2 separate regions of the Oryzias latipes genome follow, and region 1 is linked to region 2. A link is a contact called in public Hi-C data. All regions are on one chromosome and are shown on one strand. Each heading gives the region's core, a stretch centred on a gene start, on an enhancer-like site or on the middle of the called end of the contact. The rest is flanking DNA. Distances are from core to core; before and after follow the strand shown.

What was found. Hi-C and Micro-C count contacts between places; a contact is called where the count stands out from the background.
Region 1: a Hi-C map of fibroblasts shows a contact between it and region 2, with 1.7 times the contacts expected there. The contact joins the promoter of LOC101164604 here to the enhancer-like site in region 2. A contact is called at or near these places in 3 of 5 Hi-C or Micro-C datasets (embryo and fibroblasts).

The regions. Positions count from the first base shown.
Region 1 is chr21:26,394,414-26,400,677 of ASM223467v1, reverse strand. It overlaps LOC101164604 (ankyrin repeat and SOCS box protein 1), which reads left to right and starts at 1,507. Exons shown (of 5, transcript XM_004082011.4): 1 at 1,507-1,723; 2 at 2,109-2,247; 3 at 4,878-5,180. The coding sequence starts at 1,633.
Region 2 is chr21:26,293,418-26,299,925 of ASM223467v1, reverse strand. It overlaps LOC101157017 (histone deacetylase 4), which reads right to left. Exons shown (of 28, transcript XM_020713280.2): 22 at 4,794-4,913; 23 at 4,604-4,701. Among protein-coding and RNA genes, the nearest start is that of twist2, 29 kb to the left of the region's middle. Within about 2 kb of position 2,020, at least 2 of the 8 cell types and tissues checked have an H3K27ac peak or open chromatin away from gene starts, as enhancers often do.

The DNA.
Region 1 (6,264 bases), core at 258-2,757, 100 kb before region 2:
GGAGTTCCTGGAGCTAACCCAGCTACTGTAGGGTGAGTTGGGGTACACCCTGAACCCATCAATCTGTTGCAGGGCTACACACTCACAGTCACACTTAACGACAATTTAGAGACACTAATTAACCTATGAAGCTTGTTTTTTGGACTCTGGAAGGAAGCCAGAGCACCTGGAGCAAACCCACACATGCACGAGGAGAACATGCTAACTACACACAGAAAGATCCCAGCTGCGATTTCAATCCCCGCTTTTTCGCTGCGAGGCAAGAGCGCCAACCACTGCCTGTGCCACTGTGCAGCCCAGGGGGCATAAAGAAACATTAAAGACCCCAGGAGTATTTTATAACTTCCTGCTAAATGTGCCTGGTGTGATGCTCAAATGTAATGCTTTGAGCTGCTTCTCCATCTATCAATTTACACCTCGAAAATTCAACACTGGAGAACCAACCCTTAGCAAAAAGTCGTCTCTTTCAGTGCAATACAAGTATACTTACTTGAAGTTAACTTTTTTTAATACTATCTAATCTATCCATGCATCCTCTTAACCTGCTGGATGCCTTCTGGGTCACTGGGTCGCAGCAGCCAGTCTCAACTACTGCTGGGTGAAGGCGGGCTCGCAGGGTGCTCTATTTTTAATTTTTATTTTTATTTTTTTGGCAGCTGTTAATTGCTGCCATCCAAAATAAACAAACAAACAAACGTACATTCAAAGAATTGTCAAATTAACTTTAAAAGCCCAGAAGAAAATGTCTCACGAGTTATTTATGTTTGTTTAAGGTGGTATTTCAAATCAAATCAAATCAACCTTTATTTATATAGCACCTTTACAACAACACGTCACTCAAAGTGCTGTGCATAAAATACAATAAAGTTTAAAAACAAGATGACAAGACAAACAGTGCCGACAACCCCCCCCCCCACACACACACACACACACACACACACACACACCCACGCACACCATGATATAAAGAGTGATGAAATGATAGAATGTAGAGACCTGGCTTTGTCCTGAAGTGGGGAAATGATATTTTGGGGACATGTCCACATCAGTGACCCCCACCCAAGTTCACGGAGTACACTACCACAGGACCCCCCAGATCCAATCAAAAGAGTCAGAGTCAGACCCGGGAGATCCCATTGCAGCGACCCCTTTCACTGAGAAGGGTCAGTCACCGATGTGGAGGATCCCTTAGAGGAAATTTATGGTTATTTAAACTGTAAACATTCCAGCTCATCAAACTTAAAAGTTTAATACATAAGTCATCCATGCAGACTAATAATTGAACTGAAATCCATTCAAAAGTTTGACCTTCAATGGCAGCAACTTGAAACAGTGAATTTTGAAAAATGTATTGAGTTAAATAGCTTTTTTTAAATTGTATTTATTTATTTTACTTCACCCTTATTTATTTCTAAAATCTTTAGTGAATCTAACCCTTTTTTTCAGTAGTTGGTTTGGTTAAAACCCGCGCTGGCACTTTAAGCTGCACAGCCAGCCCGGAAGTGACGCCGTGATCTGCGCAGACGCCTTCGTCAACTCCGTCCTGCTTGTTTATGCTCTCCTGTCTGGTCCGGACCCCCGCCTGTCCCTGCGTCTGTGTGTCGGGATCGCCTCTGCGTTCAGTCGTGCAGCATGGCTGACGGTCCGGACGCGGACGAACCGCCCAGTATCCGGTTCCTTCCGCTCATCACCGTGTCCGACCTGCCCACATCCACCCCTGCAGGTGAGCAAGTCTGCACGAGCCGCGAGCCGCCACCAACCAACCCGTCCATCATCTGTCACCCTGATGCAGACGGCATAAGATGTTCTGACTGAACCAGAAGTACCGCAAATTCCCATAGACGTCTATAGAGAAATAAACAGCGTCTCTATAAATAAACTATTTTTTTATTTAACATGTTCCAATCTTTCTAATCCTAAATTTTTCTTTAGTGCATTCAAGTCATAAACCGACCAATCAGATCCCTCCATTAAGTTAGGCGGTGCCTTCTGGCCCCAACATCCAATGATCAAAACATTTGACTGACAGATGTCGTGCAGCCTAGGCTCTTTCATGTTTTAAATATATAAGGAAAACTCAAACTGATGTTTGGAAGTGTGCTCTGTAGGCCGCAACCTGAAGGAATGGCTTCAGGAGCAGTTCTGCGACAAACCTCTGGAGCAGGATGACATGCGGCTCCACAACGCGGCCTACGTGGGAGACCTGGACACCCTGAGGAACCTGCTGCAGGAGGACAGCTTCCGACTGTGAGACCAAACTTTAAGAAAGGCTGCAGCTCTGTGGCTGATTCAACTCATTAAAGATTAAAAAGTTGCAATCGGAAACTCTAAAAAACAAAAACAGAAGCCCAAATCATTACATCCCCACTACTGTGCTTTACAGTTGGTGATTCAGCCAAATATACGAATGCTAGAAAACTTCTTGTTCTTTTTTAGAATTATGTACAATGGGCCTAAAGTTCAAATCACATCAATAAATCTCAAAAATCCCATTGTCAATTTTTAAAATAATTTATTTGTGTATTATGGTGGAAAATAAGGTTTTGGTCACCAACAAACAAGCACGATTTCTGGCTCCCACAGACCTGTAACATCTTCTGGAAGAGGATCCTCTGTCCTCCACTCATTACCTGTATTAATAATACCAGTTTGAGCTCATTATCTATACAAAAGACACCTGTCCACAGCCTCAAACTCCACTATGGCTGAGACCAAAGAGCTGTCTAAGGACACCAGAAACTAAATTGTTGATCTGCACCAGGCTGGAAGACAGAATCTGTAACAGGTAAGCAGCTTGGTCTGAAGAAATCAATTATTAGGAAAGGAAGTCATGCAATACCACTGACAATCTTCCTCCACCTGGGGCTCCCCGCAAGATATCGCCCCATGGGGTCCAAATGATCACAAGAACAGTGAACAAAAATCCCAGAACCACACGGGGGGACCTAGTGAATGACCTGCCAAGAGCTGGGACCAAAGTAACAAAGGCTACCATCAGTAACACACTACGCCACCAGAGACTCAAACCCTGCAGTGCCAGACGTGTCCCCCTGCTGAAGCCAGTACATGTGCCGGCCCGTCTAAAGTTTGCTAGAGAGCATTTGGATGGTCCAGAAGAGGATCTGGAGAATGTCCTATGGTCAGATATAACCAAAATAGAACCTTTTGGCAAGAACTCTACTCGTCGTGTTGAAAGGAGAAAGAATGCTGAGTGTCATCCAAAGAACACCATACCTACTGTAAAGCATGGGGGTGGAAACATCATGCTTTGGGGCTGTTAGTCACCAACAGGACCAGGACGACTGATACGTGTAAAGCACACGTGTCAAACTCAAGGCTTGGGATGTGGCCCTCCATGTCATTTTATGTGTGCGGCAAGATGCTGGGGATCTTCCACCAGTCTGTGGTAGCCAGCACCCTGTTCTCCTCCGTGGTCTGCTGGGGAAGCAGCATTGCAGTCAGTGACACCAACAGACTGAACAAGCTGATCAGGAAGGCGGGTTCTGTCATTGGCTGCAAACAGGAAACATTTGAAGCAGTGATGGAGAGGAGGTCACGGAACAGACTCCTTTCAATCATGGACAACCCAGAGCATCCTCTCCACCCTGTTCTGGACAAACAGCGGAGCTCCTTCTCTAGGAGGCTCAGACAGCTCCGCTCCAAAACTGCCCGGTACCAGAAATCCTTCCTACCCGATACAATAACCCTGTACAACAACTCACTGTGCAAAAGATAACCTTTGCACATTTTTTTATTAGCTATTTATTAATTTTTTTCTATTTTGCACATTTCTTTTGCACATCTTTTTACCTGCACTGTTCTGTAAATAGCTTTTTAAATTATACTACCTTGTTTTTTGCATTTATGCTACATTTTCTTTGTTCTTTTTTTATATTATTCTTAGTCTTTTTTTTTTCCCCTCTGCTGTCAGTTGCTATGGTGACAAACAAATTTCCCACGTGTGGGATCAATAAAGTATTTCTGATTCTGATTCTAAAAATCAAACAATGTGATTTTCTGGATTTGTTTTGTTCTCATTTTGACTCCCATAGTTGAGTTTTACCTATGAGGAAAATTACAGGCTTCTCATTTATTTTTAAGTGGGAGAACCTGCACAATTAGTGGCTTACTAAACCTGTTTTCCCCCACTGTATGAAATATCTCAGACAATTCAAAAAGGAAAACAATTTAAAAAAAATGTCATTGTTTAACATTTAATTTTTTAAATCTGGAAATAACTTGAGTTTTCTAAAATATTTCATCTTTATTTAGCTTACATTTTTTGGGGTCTTTTTTAGTCATGTTTTGTTTTCTGGAATTTTTTTGCAAATTTCTAAAATGTTTTTTTTTTATATGAACAGTTTTCCTGTCGTTGTGATCCTTAATAGGTTTTGTGTTAAGTGTTGTGATTTGTACTGCGGGGACCCTTTAGTTTCAAAATATTTTACACTCTTACTGTCATTCTCCGGAGATTCCAGCTTATATTTCTGGTTTTGCTTAGCTTCGTGGTTATTAAATGTGAAGATATTTTAATGCTAACTGAAAATCATCCGTTTTTTGTGACGTTTTGAGGAAGTTTATCATTTTTATCCAACAAATTTTGACCTAAAGTTAATTTAGCCTCTACCATTTTTTCTATAGCTAACTAGACATTAAGTAACTTTAAGGTTTAAGTAACTATTTGACCCTTCTACATTTTCTTTTCCCCCCATTGCTGCCGTCAATCAAAAAGATTCACAAACAACTTGGTGAAACTTGATTCTGTTTTACCCGCTTTAATCACTGTTATCCGCCAAACAGCACTGCTAAAAGTCGAGTTTTGTTGCACTTTGATTTTATTTGTTGAAATTCTTTTACAAATCTTGAACTGGTTCCAGACGCATCAATGAGAAGTCGGTGTGGTGCTGCGGCTGCCTGCCCTGCACCCCCCTGCGGATCGCAGCGACGGCCGGACACGCTGCGTGCGTGGCCTACCTGATCGCCCAGGGAGCCGACGTGGACCTGGTTGACGTCAAAGGTCAAACGGCTCTCTATGTGGCGGTTGTTAATGGTCACTTGGACTGCGTCCGGATCCTCCTGGAAGCTGGAGCCGATCCCAACGGGAGCCGGCATCACCGCAGCACGCCGCTGTACCATGCTGCACGGGTGGGGAGGGAGGACATTCTGCAGGAGCTCATCAGGTGAGCGTCAGGAAATTTAGAGGCCCCTTTTTGTTATTTGGAAAGAAATTTGAAATTATTTCTGTGTTGCCATAGTGACTCTTGATTATCAACACTAATAGACAAAACCCTTTCAAATGCTTTAGAAAAGAGTTCTTTTAACCATCTTGTGCCCCTTTTTGTGTCTATGGGTAAACAGAGGAGCATAACATAAAAGTTCAGTTTTTTGCCGTGACTTAATAACCAAAAAAATTAATAACCAAACACCAAAAGATTGTCTCCAAACAAAATAACAAGTTTATTTACAAATTAATTAATATGAAACAATAACTTAAAAGGTGAAGCAAAAAGGCTTCAGGGTGAACCAAGGCCAAAGTAACAAACAAAACCCCAATTAACCGTAATCTGAAATCTAACCTGTGAATTAGCGATGGCCCATTTGACACGGACGCTCCGGCGCTCATTTCACCTTCGGGAAGCAGAGTGGTTCGGCACAATGTGTGTCAACTAGCGCAGATCACGTGGTTAATGACATACAAAGCGCCAAATGCATCGTTTGGTCAAACCACGGTTCAGATGTCACTGGTGTTTGAACAGTTGGGCGTGCTATTCTTTAAAAAACACAAATGAATCCCAAACATTTCCTGACCAGTTTTATTGTTTCCCCTGTTTTTGAATCAGCGTCAGTTCATTGCACTTTACCATAGTTCCTGGTGAAAAACGTACTGTGGCTCAGGAACGTTTCAACTCGGTTTCTCCTAATAAGAGAATATACTATGAACGTTATTTATAAAGAAAATACTTCTATGAATCTGTAATGGCAAGATGTTACTGCAACAGTATAGATGGCTCAGTGGAAAACGCAATGGCGTCTGCAACCAGAGGTCCTGGGTTGAAGACTAGCGTTTAACTATTTTTTGCTTTGCGTTTATTTTTTGCTTGTGATGCGTGTTTTGCTGTGCCAAGCACTTCTCACAGAAAACGTCACGTGTTGTTTTACGTTGTATTTTATTATCATTACAAACATTTTGTTTTACGTTTTTTCATCATTTCCACACTGAAGTGTTACAAGGAGCTTAGTCGAAGCATATGATATACGCCCAGG
Region 2 (6,508 bases), core at 771-3,270:
ATAAAGATAGGTTAGTGATTGGTTACAGGAGACATGGAATGGAGGAGATTAATTGACAAGATCAACAGCCAATCAGGAAGAAGAAGAAGAAGGAATTAATGAATGGTTTATTGTTCAAGGAAATCCGGAAAAATACATTAACCCTTCTTTAGACTTGAACAATCCGAACAGAGGAACTTTCTTAAATAATCTGTTCCTTTTACAGAGGCACAAAGGCAAAATTAATAACAACAGAAGACAATGCACTGTTTCAAAAACATTAAAGCAAGCAAAATTGCTCTGAAAGATTAATGAAACAGGGAGACTTCAAACGGTGAACTGCAAATAGGGAGTGAACACTGTTGTGTCGGTGGGTTTTTCTAATGATTGATTGGAATAAATTCTATTTTGCTATCATTTAAAGAAAGAAACAACAGAGGAGTTGTTCTCACTTTAAAGATTTAAAAAATTAGCAAAACTTTTTCCGATTAAAGCGGAAATTTCTCTGCAGGCGGCCCCCTACAATATAAAGAAAAAGCCCTTCTATTGCCTCTAGTGGAAGGATGATGAGCTAAAGAGCTGAAAATATGGACCAAGTTCTATATACAATGGGTTTTAAAAAACCAAATCAACCTTTTTGAGCTTTTAAGAGTATTATAATTATAATTCCTCTTAATTCATCTTCAAGCATTCCTGTAAAACTCTGCACTCTGAGCACCAACTCCTACTAATCTAAAACAACTAGTGGGTTTTTTCACATTGTGACCTGGATATTCTTGCAGGAAGAGTCTGTGCTGCTAGCACCGCCCCAGGCTAACGCACACAAACACTTTCTCCTCAGAGCTAGCAGTGATCGGCTAAACAACTTTATATGAAGAATATGCACATCCATCTTTGCAAAAGTTTGGACATTGTTTGTTTTCGTGGGCGAAACGCAGAGACACAGCCGAGGCCGGCTCTAGGTAGACGTCATGAAATGGGGCGGCACCCACATGGAGCGAAAAAGGCGGAGCCTCAGAGATTGAGTCGTCTTACTTCATAGTATAAAAAAATGAACTGTGACAATAAGTCATATTTCATTTAAAAAAAATTCTTTATTTTTCCACAGGTAACGTTCATTTATTCACTCACACATCTTCTTAACCATTTGTCCCTTTCGGGGTCATGGGGCTGCTGGAGCCTATCCCAGCCACTCGAGGGCCAAGGCAGGGGACATCCTGGACAGGTCACCAGTCTGTCGCAGGGCCCAAAGGTAGCATATTATCATATAAATAGATAGATTTTACTCTGAAAAGTTTTTATGGAACATGATACAAATGGCCATATCAGGTTAAAACCACTGAGTTTCTTCCAGTTACTTTTTGTTTACTGGTTTACCTAGCAAAGTGAGTGCATGCACACTGATGTAATTGCAAAAACAATTAGGATATTCAACAATCAGCGAAGTACAGTTAGTTTAAACAAATCCGAAAAAGGGTCTTAAGCATCCTGCTTGTCCCCCAGCTGAGGTGAGATGACATCATTGTGGCTGCTTCCACATTCTGAAGGAGGAATAGATTTCCCATTGATGTATGATGGATTTTTTTCTCTTTCATGTGTGACCTCTGCAGCCCTTTTCAAATCCGTGAAGTCCATCTGTCTCTGTGCATGAAAGGCCAGGTGTAGGGCCGAAGCAGAGCGCGCCCTACAGAGGGAGCAAAAACCTCATCCCACCGGCAAACAAAAGGTTAACCGGCAGAGTTTGAGGCTTCCCTCCTCCGTTCATAAAAACAGTAGAAGTGAGCGTGGCGGCGGCAGTGGAGGAGGAGGAGGAGAGACGAAGAGGGTGAAAAACTCACACACACACACTTAGACTTCAAAGCCCTGTCATCTGGCACTGCGGAGAGCTGGTTTGAATTAAGTTTTATTCTCTCTCTTCTTTCCAAGTTCATGGCAAAGAGTGGGGGGGGGGGGGTTGACAGAGGGAGAGAGACGCTGCTTCTGGTTTTCATTAGGGCCAATTTTCTTATCTCCCCCCCCTCTGTGCTTTCTGGAGGCTCTGAGTTGATCCCCTGTGAATGCAACGTGGCACCAGCCCCGCAGTGGACCAGGACCCAGAAACACGACTCAAAGGAAGGGCCCACATTGCCCGATACATACCGAGGCTCCAGGCATCAGGTGTTTGCATGAGTAAGTGCAGCAAACTACTGTTTAAAAATCCTCTCATTCATGGTAAATGTTGCATAATTGTGTGTTTTATTCCTTTTTTTCTTTTAAACCAAGCAGCATCTGCATCATAGTTTTTTATGTGTGCATGATCTATGAGCCACTTGACAGGTTTGTTGCCGTCCCACTGGGACAATAAATTGTCAGAAAGTGCCAAAGCCTTTGGGGATTAAAGGCCCCAGGGAAGGAAGAAGTAAACAACCAAACTGATATTCTTCCTTGCTACCCCCCTCTCTCTCACGCACACACACGCACACACACACACACACAGACACACACAAAACAAGAGTGATCTTTGATGATCAATGATTAACAATAGGTATGAAAAACACACAAACAGGACCTGCCATCACAGGCATGAATGTGTTCCAGGACAGACTTACCAACAGCATGAAAAAAGCTATAACGTAAAAAAAACGATTTAAAAATAAAAAAGTAGTCATATTTTTTGTGAGTGAATAAAATCCAGCATAAATGAAAAGCAGTAATTCAAAGTAAAAGGTGGCTACTTTAGAGAACCTACTATATGACATATTTTCAGTTGTTTCACACTGTTTTGTTCATGTGTTCATTCATAGTTTTAATGCCTTCAGTGTGAATCTACAATTTTCATAGTCACGAAAATGAAGAAAACTCTTTGAATGAGAAGGTGTGTCCAAACGTTTGGTCTGTTCTGTAGATAAGTGAGGAATCGCCCCTTCCAGGAAGAGTTTGCGCTGCCAGCACCGCCGCAGGTTAACACACACACTTATTTTTTCTGAATTCGCTGTATTTGCGAGTGTCTCTGGTCCCTAACCCCGCGAATGAGGGGGGATCAGAATCAGAATCCTTTTATTTTCATATGTGCAGCTTTTACATTGACATACGAGATGTGTTCCAGTACAACCTGAACAAGATCAGACATACAACAAATACACACATACAGTTCAGAGTTGACTGAGGCTGCAGCTTCATGGGATGCGCGCCTTGCTTTGGATGGGTGTAGATTGGTTACGAATGGGAGGGGGGGCATTGGTGACAAAAAAAAGTTTATCAGCTTATCTGGATTTACATTTACCTTCAGGTGATCCTGATTTGACCCCATATGTACTGTACGTACAAAGAAAATGAAACAAACAGCCGCCATCTGCTCTTGTTCTTCACATGCGATTCGACCGCCTTGATCCCCCCTCTGTTTTAAATGTCTGTCGGCAAACCGTACAGTTTTTTACATAAGGATTTCCACTACCTGGTCTCAACCACCTACTTTAATGTAATCCCTACTTTCAATTTCTTCATGAATTTGCACTTTCCCCCTTTTCCCACCAATTAGCCAGCCGAGGTTAGAACGATTTGTGACCAGGTCACGACCTTGTAACACAGCGCATCCTGGCAATGCTTTTTTATGACAGGAAGTCATCACTCTGACAAGAAAAATATTTGATCCACTGACCAGAATTTAAGGCCTTATTTTGAGTTTAGTTAATCTAAGACCTTTTAGGACTTTAAGGATCTGCAGCCACCCTGGTCAACAGTCTGTCATTTTTTTCTGCCAATGCATTATTTGGATTTTTTAAAGATCTGATAGAAAATAAGATACATAACTTAGCCGTTAGTGTGCAAATCTGAAAATACTTTTTATTATTTCTACATCAAGAATGGATCTTTTTTAAACAGCACTTTATTTGTCTGCCCCAGACTCACAACAGTTAATAATAAAATGCAGTTTTAAGCTTAATGTTCCTAAAATATGTCCTCCATCATTAGAAAAAAAAACATAAAAACATTTTAAAAACACCCCATCTATGAATTTTATCAGAGTGGGTATTAAAAGACTGTTACAAAAAATAAGAATGAATTCTGTCACTTCATTTTTGTGGAACTAAGTTTCAGTTACCGGTTGTTGCTATTGCATAATATTCGATTTTCTTGTCACAGATGCGTTTGCAGCAAGAGGAGCAGAAAGTCGAAAGGGGTGTGGAAATACCAGAATGAAAACAGACCCTTTTGGGGGGGAGAAAGGGTACTGGGGTGCATTAACGGACTAAGGTGCATTTCCTGGAAGTTGCGTGCTGAAGCTGGGATCAGACAGTGGCCTGTCAGCTCAAAGCATCGGGCTCCGGCCTGACGGACGCAGATGGACACTCCTAGAACCATCTTCAAAGAGGTTCTAGGAGACTGGAACAAATCTAAGTCTATCTATCTATCCGGCTGCTGGAACCTAAACTGCACATATCTGCGTTAGGAAAACCTGCAGATAGTAAGTAGGGTGGGAGCGTGAGAATATCTAGATACCTTCAGAGACACGACAACCACTAAAAATCCTGCCTAGCATGAAGACCAGACTGTTGTCCTTTTAGGAGCTTTAAAAGAGGATTTAAAGGAATTATTGATCATGTAGTGAAGTACACATACACAGTGGGAAGTTTTTCGGGCTTACCTGAATGCAGCTAAATATTCTGCATCAGCCATGGGAGGTTCCAGTCCTCCAGTGAAGGCCACGTTTACGTTGAAGCCTACACCTGCTCCGCTTCCCACCTGGAAGGCAGAAAAGCACAGTTTGCTATGGGCAAGTGTCTGCAGGCGGATGGGAAGGCGAGCAGATAAGACAGAGCGGGAGCTGCGCTCACCTCATCAGGGGCTCCGCTGCCGGGAAAGAAGTTTCCGTCGTCATAACGATGCAGAGATAGGTAGAGGACATTGGGGTCCGCGTAGAAAGCCTGCTGGGTGCCGTTGCCGTGATGAACATCCTGGAGATGAAATAAGCATAAGCATAAAAGCATAAGCATAAAAAAAATTTTAAAGGAGGACTTATTAACATCTTCCACTTCAATCGCTGCTGGCTTTCACCGATGACGTTAATTAAACGACGTCTTTATATTCAAAGAATGCTTTCATACGTCGATGAAAAGATGTCCCCGTTAGCTGGAGGCGAGCGACATGACAGTGAGCCTGCGCTCCGTCTGCGACAGAGAGAGGAAATGAAAACGGGAACTTCAAAGACTGCTGGCGAAGAGAACGACCAGCTGGGGATGGAGGTGAAGAGCGTCGCTCCTGGACACCAGAAAGGCGCCATCACCGAGAAGGAACACAATGCAACATGAAAAATAGATGTGGATTTGGATCACATAGACCCACTATCACAAAAACTGGTCTTGTAGTTTTGGGGTTATTAACATGTCATTGTGGCATTGTTGATATATAAGAGATGGGCTAATTTTATTTTTTCTGGCCATTACAGATGACTGATATTTTCCCTGCAACTGTGGCCGATATTTGCCGATACTTAAGCGTTTAAGTTTAGATTTTCTTTTTGTTTCTTATTTAGAAATGCTCAACTTTTCTTTTACTGTACAATCACATTGTACTTGACCTTTTTAACATACAGCAAAGGATCTGATAGGAACAAGTATCAGCATTCAGACCATTTATTGACTATTGGACATAACTTTAAACAAAAAGCTCCTCATTGTCAGGGATCTATTAGGAACAACACGTATCCCCATCAAAAATAACATTTACCTGTAAACAGTCACTTACTGACTATGCTGTGCTATGCTGTGCTCAGGTCTCTGCACTGGCTCCCTGTACCTCAAAGAATAGACTTCAAAGCAGCTCTGCTTGTGTACAAGTCTCTCCATGGCCGAGCACCAAAGTACATCTCTGACATGTTAGTGCCATATGAACCATCTCGTACTCTGAGGACCTCAGGGGCCGGCCTCCTGTTGATTCCCAGAGTCAGAACTAAACAAGGGGAATCAGCGTTTCAATATTCTGCAGCTAAAATCTGGAACAGCCTCCCTGAAGGCGTAAGACAGGCCTCTTCTGTGTTCATGTTCAAATCTAGACTTAAAACATTTCTGTTTAGCCGTGTATATGACTGAAAGGTCCTATCTGCACTTTTCTTTCCTTTCCTTCCTTTATTTTTAAATCAATTGTCAATTATTATTTTTTTTTCTTTTTTCTTTTCTTTTAAAGTAAATTTTACGTTGATTATTTCTATGATGTATTGTGATTTTAATGCATTTTTCTGTTTTGTGAAGCACCTTGAATTACTTTGTGTACGAATTGTGCTATACAAATAAACTTGCCTTGCCTTGCCTTGACTGTAAACATAAGCTTCCCAATCTATTAGGAACTAGTATATATTTCAGTCAGACAACTCTTGCAGTAATAAATATTTATTTCACATACTTAATTTTCACATTCTTTAAGTTGGCATTCACATCTTTCACAATTGGCATAAGGCTCTGTTCAATTCCATGAGATAATTTCCATAAAACCTTCGGGTAACAAAAACCCCCTTAACGGAGCCCACAGGTGGAAGCCGGGTAGGAGGGAGGGG